Regions from separate parts of the Mus musculus genome. Here region 1 is linked to region 2. Evidence: chromatin contacts called from public HiChIP or PLAC-seq data. All regions are on one chromosome and are shown on one strand. The core of a region is the stretch at or near the end of the contact, and the rest is flanking DNA. Distances in the headings are between cores, read along the strand shown.

Evidence for each region. HiChIP or PLAC-seq counts read pairs in DNA pulled down with a chosen protein or histone mark.
Region 1: an H3K4me3 HiChIP or PLAC-seq map of embryonic stem cells shows a contact between it and region 2, with 6 times the contacts expected there. The contact joins the promoter of Eme1 here to the promoter of B230206L02Rik in region 2. A contact is called at or near these places in 2 of 115 datasets of contacts at active chromatin or transcription factors (embryonic stem cells and microglia).

The regions. Positions count from the first base shown.
Region 1 is chr11:94,652,366-94,655,429 of GRCm38.p6, reverse strand. It overlaps Eme1 (essential meiotic structure-specific endonuclease 1), which reads left to right and starts at 1,687. Exons shown (of 9, transcript NM_177752.5): 1 at 1,687-1,734. It overlaps Mrpl27 (mitochondrial ribosomal protein L27), which reads right to left and starts at 1,639. Exons shown (of 4, transcript NM_053161.2): 1 at 1,589-1,639. The coding sequence starts at 1,628.
Region 2 is chr11:94,131,659-94,134,740 of GRCm38.p6, reverse strand. B230206L02Rik (RIKEN cDNA B230206L02 gene) reads right to left here and starts at 1,285. Exons shown (of 4, transcript NR_167701.1): 1 at 1,186-1,285.

The DNA of each region.
Region 1 (3,064 bases), core at 438-2,937, 520 kb before region 2:
AAATAAAATCCAGGCTGTCTGTTTTAGGTCTCTAGGCATAGTATAGGATCTTAGGATCTAGTATCAGCCCATTTAGAGTTGCTTTATGGGTGTTTGGGGGCATAGCACTGGTTATCTAGGTTTCTCAAATTCCCATAAGAACAGAAAGTTGCTGGGATACAAGACTAGCTCTCAGAGAGCAGGCTGGGCATGGTGGCACAGGCAAGCTTTTGATGCTAGCACTTGGGAGGCAGAGGCAGGCAGATCTCTGTGACAACAGGACCAGTTTGGTCTAGAGACTGAGTTCTAGGACAGCCAGGGCTTCATAGTGATACAGTGTCTCCAAACAAACAAACATCACAAAAAAAGAACTTAGGAGACATCTTCAATGTCCAGCAATGGAATGGAATCCCCTCCCCCCTCTCCTGTAGCCCATGAAGACCTTGAACTTGCAATCCTCAGGCCTTTACTTCACATATAACCGAGGTTACAGGCATGCACTTCCTGGCTTCACCCACTCACTTACTGGTGATTGGTGTTTTGCTTTTGCCTACATTGTTTCACTCATATGTCTCTGCTCTTGTGAAAAACAAGACTTTACAGATGACTCTCTTCCCTCATTTTACAGAGCAGTAAGACTTGTGGAATCTATATCTTCAGAACAGACAGATGTCATATTCACCCACTACCCTCCAGCTTCTCTACCAACACCACTAATATCTGGGCCAAATGATCTATCCTATAGCAAGTCTTGCAGATGGTTTTCTGTGTAGGTTATTTTATTTTATTTTATTTTATGTTATTTTATTTATTTATAGCTTTTGAGTCTGTGACCCAGGCTGGCCTTGGATCTGATGAAATCTTCCTGCCCCAGGCTCCTAAGTGCAGGGATTATAGGCACTACTATTCCTGGTCCCACTTGGTTTCATTTTCATTTATTTATTTGCACCCAGTCTGCCTCCTCTTAATTGGCTCCTCAAAACTGTAAAACCGAGTCAAGTCATTTTCTTGCCTTCTGTCTACACAGGTTTGGTTGGGTCTGTCTCTTTTAGGTCTAAATTGCTATCCCTTCAAGAGACTTCCTTGGTCCCCTAATCTAAGACTCTTCACAATACTATTCGAGATTACAACTAAGTTACTCACGTGTTTACTGGCTGAACTCACAAGGCGTTAGAAACCATGTTTATGCTGGTACTCTGAGCAGTGTCTCACCAGACCTAAGCGTTGGTCATGGTCATAGACATCTGAAATACCAGCTCTAAGACGGCAAACTACACAGTGGGAACCTACCTCAAAAGCGAGGAAAGGAAAAAAGCTAAGTCTTGAATATCAATTAAATGTTTTGAACTTAGTCTTCTTCAAATCCGGAGGGATCCACATAAACCCAGAGGGGACAGAGCTTCTGGAGTAACTATCCAACGGGCTTTCATTCTGCACTCCCACCCTCCGCAAGCACCGCCCACAACGTGTCACGTGACCGGAGACAGTCGCCCTCCAAAGGTCCGGAGCCCCTCACTTCTTCCCCGTATCTAGGTTCACCATGGGCTCCAGTTTCCATCTCCCAGCCTCCCTGCTGTCTCGCCTCGCAATAGCCACAGTGCTGAGCTACCTGCTGCCCGCGTCCTCAGCGTAAGCGCCGCCGCCGCCATATTTGCTTCACGTTCACTTCCAGGCTGGGAAGTCTGCTTCCGCTACCGGGATAGATCTACTTCCGGGTCTTGCGGACAATTCAAAGAGTGGCGGGAGCAGTAGCAGGTGAGCCCAGATCTCTTGGGGTTTATGGCCGGGACCTCCGGCGACTTCTGCAGTGGACCGTGGGCCCCAGAGACAAGGAGTGTGGCCAGCACGGACGTTTGTCCCACTCCAGGAACCACACGAAGGTCCCTAGGGAGGGACCAGGGTGAGGCTCAGCTAGATTCTGTGCTAGACTGGTTGTAGATGCACAATTTCATTTAATTCCTTACAAACCTAAGTTACTGGTATTATGTTAAATTGAGATCCAGGAAGACTGCAAAGATTATCAGTCACTAATTATTGTTGAAAGAATGATTCTTGCGTGTAACCCAGCAGTTCCAGGCAGACTTAAGTGTACGCACAAGAGAACTGTGAAAACATACTCGTTCAAAATATTTGTACGTGAATGTCTGTAGCAACATTATCCGTAACAGCCAAGAAAGGGGAGCAGGCTAACCGTCCATCAAGCAATAAATGCGTAAACAAAATGTGACATAGCCACACAGTGGAATATTATTCAGCTATAAAAAATGAGGCAGTACTGGTGCATAGTATGGCCACAGAAGGACCCTGAAAGCATGACTGCGAAAGACACCAGTCACCAAAGGCACATACGGTGTGCTTTTATGAAATATACAGAACCTGTAAATCCATAGAGACAATGGATCTTATTTTATTTTTAGATGCTGGGAGAGAGAAAGAACTTGTTTTTTTGTGTGTGGGGGCTTTTTTTTTTTTTCTTAATTTTTAAATAAATAAATAAATGCCAGGTGGTGGTGGCGCATGCCTTTAATCCCAGCACTTGGGAGGCAGAGGCAGGCGGATTTCTGAGTTCTCAGCCAGTCTGGTCTACAAAGTGAGTTCCAGGACAGCCAGGGCTATCTATACAGAGAAACCCTGTCTCAGAAAAAAAAAAAAAAAAAAAATGGTTATAGAAATACCCTTGCTTTTGAGAAGTCTCACTGTATCAAGTAGGCTGGCCTTGAACTCAAAATATCCCCCTCTGTAGCCTCCCAATAGGTGGGATTGCAGTTGTGTGCCAGCATGCCCAGTTTGTAGGATTTCTCTTTGTGATGATGGAGACATTCGGGAGTAAGAGGAGGGTAATGCTGACACAGCACAGACATACGGAGCCCCATCAGTCTGAGTGAATGATTTCTTTATCTGTTAACTGTACTAAGGCTGGGGCCTAACGTTCATGTAGGGCTCTCTATGTGCTAAGCAAGCACTCTACCGCTGCTACTCCAACACCTAAAGGATAGTTTTGAGTACTATACACTATGTGAATTGTAAGGGGAGTTTTTTCCTGTGTGTGGACATGAGCGTACATGGGTGTGTGCATAGGCATGCT
Region 2 (3,082 bases), core at 36-2,535:
GGGCCTAGGGAGCCCCATGGACTCCACCGCACCTGCCCCACCCCCAGCTCTTTCGGAGTCCTGCAACCTCCACCCCCTTCCAGCCTGGGCAAGCAGCCAGGAGACTGGCATCCCCTTCTCCTGGCCCCAGTCCACTTGGGGACATGTCCCAACAAGTCCAAGCACAGCAGGAGGCTGGCCCAAGGGTGTGGGGGGCAGAGTTTGCGCTGGGCGTGCGTGCCTGCGTGGGGACACCTCTCCAAGCCCTTTTACAAGCGTACCTTCCCACCTGGCTCTCAACACCAGGAGGCCAAGAGGAACCACTCCTGCCCTTGGTTCTTTAACTTCCTCGGGAGACCAAGACCATAAAGCTGGGGTGGGGGAGACCAGAGAGCCAGGTCAAACCCCAATAAACTGCTGGACACACCGAACTGCAAATAATTAGTCCCGATTGCCTCCACCGTCCTCTCTGGGGAGTGAAAGGTCAAAGGGCAGAGTTGCTGACGCAAATGTCAAGGGAGACATGTGGAGGCTTGAAACAGCTGGGATCCTGCTCCCAGCGAGGTCACTAGAGCCCTGAACACTGTGTCCCCCCCGCCCCCGCCCCCCGCCCCGGGCAACTGGGAGAGCTGTTCTCAAAGCACCAGAGGTGAGGGGGCTCTGTGGCTTTTCCCTCCTGGCTCCAAGGTCACCGAGACCTGATGGAGAAGGTTAATCAGGCTCTTGGGGAAAGCTTAACCTGCCTGATACTCGGTTCTGCTCGTGAGCCTCTGCTACCTCTACAAAGAGGGAAGAGACCTCTGTCTCCTGTGAGGGGAATCCTGGCTCCAAACCCTCTTCTCGGTTGGCACACCTTGGCAGCTCTGCCAGTCTGTGCACAGTGGCGACCCCCAGCGGCTGGATTAGGGCTTGAACTTGGGGCTGGGGCTAGGCTGCTGCCATCCTAACACTGCAGCCTGAGGCCCAGGCCAGGGAACATGGGACATAGCAAGAGCAGCTTGGCTTTGGTCAAGAATATTTACTAAGCCTTAATTTTTTCCTCCTTGAATTGTGGCTAGACCTCAGCCGAAATAGCCCACTGTTAGCATAATAGGGTCAACATGTCTAAGGATGAACTCCGCCTCCTGGGCCCAAACCTGCTCCTCCTCCGGACTTCCCTGTTTCCATTAATAGCACTGCCACCACCCAGTCCCTGGAGCTCCGAACCTTGTCATCTTCAACTCCTCCTCTCTGGACTGGGCACCTGACCTGCCCCTCCTCAGTCTTCAGGCCACCCTTCCGTCCTCCAGCGAGTTGGCCTTTTTACAGAGCCACTGGAGTGCTCAACAGCGCCACCTATGGGCCAGACCCGATCACATGACCCAACACCTGCTGACTTTGTAACCTGGGGCAAGTCTCAGCTTCCTTGGCTATAACTTGAGAGTGAGAATAGTCATTTGGTAGGATAATGTGTGACCCAAGTGACAGAATGTACCTGAAAACCCTATCATGTAGGATGTTCCTAGGCACAGGAAAATTTTACACACCCTGTTCTCCAAAGCCTCTATTTTATAAACAAGGAACTGAGACCTGACAGGGGCATTGAATACCAAGTGTCTTTACAATACACTGCAGAGCCAGCTAGGATGTGGAAGCTCCTGGAAGTTTTAGTGTGTCTCCCTCCCCCATCATTCCACTCTAGAACCCACAATTAAAAGCTGCCGCTGGCTTCATTAGGCCCATCCCCTGCCTTCAGGGGGAGGGACACCTGCCAGGTGTCCAGGTCATTAGCCATAGGAAGTAATCTTGAGATGTGACAAGCACAGGTCACATACAGCAGTCTGAGTCAGGGAAGCCATGTGCAAGGTTCCAAATGGGGCTGAGCATACAGCCACCTGCTTGAGGGGCAAGGCCTCATTCCAGAAGTTCCAAAGGGTAGGGGTCTCTGGTGCAACTCAGCTGCCCTGAGTGGCCTTGTACCTTTAGTGGCCATGTACTTCTTAGGGTCAGGAAGTGAAGTACAGGCTACCCCAGCTTGCTGTTATCCAGGCCTTCTTCCCTGTGGGAAGATGTTCCCTTCATTCACCCTGTGGATAGGACTTGAATTCCACACACTCCCTTCAGATGAATGGTAGGAGACCTGCCTAGGTCATAATCATTACCAGATTTCCCTGAAGAGGCCACAGCAAGAACTGCTGGTGAAAAGGCTTTTAGCATGAGGTGGATGGACCCTCCTGGAGTCCTTGTCACCTGTCCTCTAAGGCCATGGCTCTCAAGTGGATGGTTGCTTTTGTATTCCCAGCGGACACTTAGCAGCATCTAGAACCCGTTTCTCTTGTCACAAATGGAGAGTGGGTACCGCTAGACATTTTTAGTGGGTCAGGACCAAACATGATGCTCTAAGCCTCTTAGGGCTCAGGACAGAACTGAAGACGGGCCAGCCAGCTGACAGGCACAGGCCTGACCTCCAGCTTTTGTAATGATCTTTGGGTTCTTGTCCCCCTGCCCAGCCCAGGGAAGTTTCTAGAATAGTCCATGCTGACTTCTCAACTCTTTCAACAAGGACAAAGAGGCCCTGGAAAGACACCCAGACCTGGACACTCCCCATCCTGTTTCATGAGCCTTGTTGTCCACTGGATCTGCATGTAGTCCCTGGCACTGAATTCATTAGGGGAAAGCTGAGAGCAGTGAGGTACAAAATGGCTCTCTCAGCTCTCCTTAGATTCAGCCTGCAGCCCCGGGAGGGAGGTGAACTTGTTGAGGAGCAGAGGCAGGAATACCTTGTCAGGGCCAGGAAGCTTCTGCAGCACTGTCTAGTGGTCACATGTTCTCCTTTGGCCTCTACAAACACCATTCCTATGTAAACCAGTGCCCTGAGACTCCCTGGTGTCCCCAAATGGTCTCTAGGGTCTCCGCCTGACCTCTAGAGCTCTGCTAGGGTGTCTTATACAGCCTTGGTATCAGAGCCTCTCAGATAACCCAGGTGTCTGCCCCGAGGTAACTGACAGTGACCCTGAGATCCCATTCTGGAACTGCCTACCTTGTGGGGCTGGGGACTCATACAGGCTCACCCTCTGTCTCGTCTTGAGGACATCGCATTCCTCACCATGGTGATGGACCCCTG